Regions from separate parts of the Sus scrofa genome. Here region 2 is linked to region 1. Evidence: chromatin contacts called from public Hi-C data. All regions are on one chromosome and are shown on one strand. The core of a region is the stretch at or near the end of the contact, and the rest is flanking DNA. Distances in the headings are between cores, read along the strand shown. Region 1 holds the start of RNF13 (E3 ubiquitin-protein ligase RNF13). Region 2 has its middle 210 kb from the start of TSC22D2.

The links. Hi-C and Micro-C count contacts between places; a contact is called where the count stands out from the background.
Region 2: a Hi-C map of liver shows a contact between it and region 1, with 5 times the contacts expected there. The contact joins the enhancer-like site here to the promoter of RNF13 in region 1. A contact is called at or near these places in 1 of 5 promoter capture datasets (liver), 4 of 47 Hi-C or Micro-C datasets (embryonic fibroblasts, heart right ventricle, liver and 1 more) and 1 of 2 datasets of contacts at active chromatin or transcription factors (skeletal muscle).

Annotation. Positions count from the first base shown.
Region 1 is chr13:90,033,382-90,036,081 of Sscrofa11.1, forward strand. It overlaps RNF13 (E3 ubiquitin-protein ligase RNF13), which reads left to right and starts at 1,307. Exons shown (of 9, transcript XM_013980793.2): 1 at 1,307-1,467.
Region 2 is chr13:90,430,770-90,433,469 of Sscrofa11.1, forward strand. No RefSeq gene overlaps it. Among named protein-coding and RNA genes, the nearest start is that of TSC22D2, 210 kb to the right of the region's middle. Within about 2 kb of position 1,287, at least 4 of the 83 cell types and tissues checked have an H3K27ac peak or open chromatin away from gene starts, as enhancers often do. A contact at or near this core is called in liver, where this site is marked.

The DNA of each region.
Region 1 (2,700 bases), core at 57-2,556:
ACCTACACCACAGCTCACCACAAAGCAAGATCCTTTGCCCGCTGAGCGAGACCAGGGATTGAATCCGCATCCTCATGAATCCCAGTCGGATTCCTTAATTGCTGAGCCATGAAGGGACAATTTTTTGTATTTAAATTTTGAGTAGGGTTTATTCACAAAGTTCAAAATTTGAAAGGCACAAAAGGATACATAATAGGGAGTCTTCCTATTTCTCAGGTCTCCCCGGAGAAATTAAGGTTACTAGTTACAGCCAAGGACGTTAAACAGGTGTTCTAAGGAATCACTCCCTCTCACCCCTCCTTTGTTTAGAAGATGAGGTTGAAGTTTGTAAAGCCTGTAATGGACTTTTAAAGGGGCCTTATTTTGAAGCAGAGCAGGGCCAGAATCTAGGTTTCCTGGCACTCTAGTTCATGACTGCAATCTTTGCAGTAACCCACATTGCTTCTTTAAAGTGGCTAGTTAGCAAATGGTTAATTAGTGTGGATGTTCCAATTCGGGTAATTGAAATTTCAATTGGAATACCCAGGGCTCGGAAGGTTTACCAGAGGGCGGAGGGGTGGAGTTTTTTTGGTTCTTTAAAAGAGATAAGGGTTTTTAAAGGCTGACGAAGGTTAAAAATCACAGGGTTTAACTTTTGCTGAGTCTCGGGGTATCGCGTGCCAGGCCGAGCGCTGACGTCAGCACGGCTCCTACTCATGCACCCGGGGACTACGGTTTAGTCCTCCAGTTGCTCGCACCTCTTAACAACGCTATTTAAACACTAAAGCATTGACTTTGGTCCCATATCTACCAGTCTCAACCGGGGCATGTTGCAGAGGGGAATGACGCCTCATCCTAGCCTCTTCCGCGGTCGTTAAGTGTGGTGCAGGAAGGCGGCGCGTCCGCTCCAGAGCCAAGGCCCGCCCAGGGGCAGCCTGCCAGCTGGGTCTCGGTCTGCTTTGGCCCCAAAGCCCAAACAGACTAGGCTGGCCAGCCCTGGCCACTAGGTTCATTCCCCACCTGACCTCGCGGCCTCCACTCCTGGAGGAACAGGGCAGGATTCCAGAGCCTATCCCCTTGGCCATCCCTACCCCTTTCCCCGCCAAAAGTGGACCCTTCATCCCTGTTCCAGAAGCCCGCCCCACCCTGCCCTTCCAGAGCGGGCGGATCACGAGGCCAAGAACGCGACTCTGCAAGCTGGGTGTCTCTCCGAGCCGGACTGGAGCGAGACGGAGCGAGACCCAGCGTGAGAGTGGGAAGGAGCCTTAGCGAGCAGCTCTGTGGCCCAATGGCTTCCTTCTATCTTCGAGTGAAGACCAATGAGGGTTGGGGGGCGGGACTTCCGCCTCGCCTTGGTGTTGTCGTCCGCGCTCCGACTCTAGGCTGTGGCGGTCGGTGCGGAGATTCAGGCATGAAGTCAGGTTAGGGGACTTCTCCCGCAGCAAGGCGGCAGGGGAGCCTATTTGTGTTGCGAGGTCAGGCTTCCAGGTAAGAGCACTCCCGTGTCGTGGATGCCGGGTGGCGGGTTGTCTTTCGCGGGGCCTGGCGGGGAGAACACACCCCCCTTACCAGCCCTGGAACTCCGAGGCGGCCCCACCGTTGAGCTCTTTGCTGCTCTTCCCCAGACTGGGCACGGAGGAAATTAGGTGTTTTGCAAAAGGTAAAATAAAAAGGGCTTCCCCTGAAGGGTCGAGTCCCCCTCGCATTACCATCCTGTGAGTTTGTGTGTATCCAAAGTTGTTATGTTATCCGTTTTGCTTTTTACATTCCTCTCGTAAGGTGGCTGGAGTCTGGGAAGATGTCCGGAAGGCTTTTCCTGGTCCAGCACTTGCTGCAGAGTCCCTGGGCAAAGTCACTTGACTTTAATTGTGGGAACTCTTTAGTCTTTGACACAAAAAAGAGGGCACTCGCCTCTGTTCTTTTAAACCTTCCCCCCACCCCCACCCCGGAAGCTAAATTGGAGGTGGGACGTGACTCTGCTAGGGATCGCCCCCTTAAAGTTGGCAGCTCTGCCAGGGCGCTTATTGAGTTGACCCGTACTGATGAAAGAACTCTGTCCCAGAGGGGGAGTGGGCAGACAACGAAGCCAGGCGATCCCAGAAGCACTTACACGTATTTGGTGGCAGCCACTGAGTGTTTTCTGCCAGCTTTTGGTAGATTTCTCTACTTTGTCCTAATCTGTCAATAGTTCCAAAACTGTTGTTTCGGTTGTAGCTTCAGCACCTTGAGTAGTTGCTCAGGTCCTTTGGTTTTGCTCCAGTCTTGCCTGATGGTTAACTATTATGTCAGTGATGCAGCAGGAACAGTGAAAACTAATGCATTCCTTTCAACAATGATGTGTTGTTCTCCAAGGAGAACATCTGCAGTTTTGGATACAATATAAATAAATAAGATGGGTGTGCCGCTAAAGAGTTCTTGTTAGAGAAATATCAGTTCAAGGTTTAAGGAAGGACTTTTCAACAATTTCATCTTTTTAAGGACAAATTTTAATGGATCGAGGAGATTAGCTCTACCTCAGAGTAATAAAACTGAATTGTGGTAGCAGTTTAAAAGAGCTTTAAACAGGAGGTAAGAAGTGCAGTGTAGGGCCCATGGGGACTTATTAATGGATTTTGGAATCAATTTTGTGCAATAACATTAGGAAGAAGAAGGGAAAAAAATATCGAAGCACATCCTGTGGAGTAAAAGTAAATATTATTTCATGTAGTTTTGTTTAAGGTT
Region 2 (2,700 bases), core at 37-2,536, 400 kb after region 1:
CTACTGTGTGGGTACCAGGGAGAAACTTAGAGGGCATCTGCAAACGACTAGAACCTTCATATTCCTCTCCCATCCATCAGAGAGCTCCAGCCTCAATGGCAAGACCAGATTCCTCTCATCCTTCCCTCCTGCTCCTGATACTAAAGCCCCTAATGGATGTGGTGTGTCTTCATCCTCTGAGGGTGGATTAATTTCCAGAAAAGCTTTGAGTCACCAGTGGCTAAATTTGAATGCATAAAACACATTTTAAAATGGCTAATAACATTGGGAGTCCCAAAGAGGCAAGACATAAATTGATTTTTTTCTTTGTATGTTTTAAATGGACTCAGAGGGCAATTTCTTAAGCCAAATGCTTTGATGCCCTTAATAATCATATTGGTTCCCGTGGTTTGCAGGGAAGGTGTCAATTAGATACATGAAGTCTAAGATGTTTAATTAAAATCATTCTCATTGCTTGATAGCCCTGCCTATCAGGATACATAAAACATATCCTCTAAATAGAGACTTCCAAGAGGCAATAAAAATAGTTTCACTATAGTTTCTAATGAAGTTTTGACAATTGTATTTATAGCACATTAATGGCACCAGTCATGTGGGAGTTTATTTTCATAAAGAAGTAGAAATGATAACAGCTTCAATTAAGAATTATTGCAAAACATTGATTCTACCTGCTTTTAATTTATTTATATTAATTTCATACTAAAGGCAGTTTGTTCAGAAGACAATTACAGAGAGATCATTAAGAGAAAGAGTGGAGGAAAAGGAGACAGTGGATGCGAGTGCAGATGTGGAGGCATGGGGGCAAAGCCTGGCAGCAAAGCCAAAAAAAAAAAAAAAACTAGGAATGACATTGATTTTTTCCAGAACTCCAGAGCAGCTATGGGATTTTTCCATCATTGTGCTCACTGTTTGTTCTATTTTTTCCCATTTGTTTTAAATATATGTTTATTTATTCTTTGGTAATTATGAAAATAATATGCACTTGTGCCAAAAAAATCAGAATAGTACAAAGTCCCCTTCGATTTATTTTTTATATAAAATATGATTAATTACAATTTTGACACCCTCCTTCTCTGCTTTCCTCTACAGTTCTAGTTTTTCTAGAGTTCGCTCTATTACTTTCCCCAACCCCAAAGCCTCCTCCTTCTCCAACTTTGGCGCTCCATCCAGATTCCTTTTGTGGGTTCAGTCCAGCCTCTGGGGGATCAATTCTGCTGCAAGAGAATCCTTTAAGGCCGGCTCTCCACGCCACTGGCTCCCTCTTGTGGCTCCTGCAGGGCACTGCATACCACTGAAGGCAGGCCTGACCTTGGGAGAGCAGATCCCGGAGCGCAAGCTGAACAATTCTAAGCACTGTCAGGATTCAGCTAAGATTCTACCTTCTAAATCTAAAGACATGTCCAGAGACCATTTGGGGCCTCCCAATACATGTGAGGTCACCTCTGATTCCCTCTTGATCCTTAGATTTCTCTGGTTCTCCGAGGTTTTCCAAGAAGTATCAAAAAAAGCATAGCTTGGGGAGTTCCCCGTTTGGCTCAAAGGTAATGCATCTGACTAGGATCCATGAAGATGCGGGTTCAATCCCTGGCCTTGCTCAGTGGGTTAAGGGTCCAGTGTGACCGTGAGCTGCGCTGTGGGTCACAGGCACGACTTGGATCTGGCATTGCTGTGGCTGTGGCGTAGGTTGGCGGCTACAGCTTGGATTTGACCCCCTAGCCTGGCAACTTCCACATGCTGAGGGTGTAGCCCTAAAAAAGACAAAGGAAAAAAGAAAGATTGAAGGAAAACTATAGCCTGCAGGGTTAAAGTGTGTGTGTGTGTTTGTGTAAGTGTAGGTGTAGCTGGGAGGAAAGACGTAGAAAGGAGGTTGACAAAAGCTGCTGCATCACTTTACAAGTCTTCTGGCAGGATTTTAAAATTCATTTGCTGAACATACAGATATTAAGCACTCAGAAAATGCCAGCACTGAGGATGCCAAAACGAATACCTGCTACCAAAGTCCTCTTTTCAGGTAATGGGAGAGACAGCTTACAGGAAATGCTGGTCTAGGAACAAGTGCTGAATGACGGGGAATCAAGATCTGAGGTTGAGCCTCTTCTCCATTACATGAGGATCTTCCAAGGAGTCACAACCTCACTTCCTCTCAATGTTCTTGTCTCAAAAATGAGGACAAGTATCTCCCTCATTTGTCTTCCTTGGGTTCTTAGGAGGGTCAGCTGAACTAATTAATAGGTGAAAGTGCTCTGAGAACCCTTTACCAATGCAAGTAGATGTCATTAGTATTTTCAATATAAAGTGAGGAGCCCTGCTAAAAAAACAAACAAACAAAAAACTGTATCTCAGCATCACTTCCCTATAAAGCTGTGCCTGAAATTGTTATCCAAGGAGTCACTCTTCCAGGGGTCTTTTTCACTGGGATCATGTGTTGTTACCTGAGGGCACGAGGTTAATTTGTCAGGTTCACCCATCGGTGGACCACACCTCCTGGCTTCCCATGGGGAGTGGAGAGTCTCTTGGGAAATGGCCTGGGGACTCACCCCCGCAGCAGGGCAGCGTTCTGGTTTTCAGCTGGAACTGTGATTCGGAACATCGTATTGACAGTGGCTCCAGCATCAATATCATTCTGTCTCCCTTTCCCCAAGATTTTCCCAGCACTACCCCCATTTGGGTTAGTCCACTCCGGATTTTGTTTTGGCATTG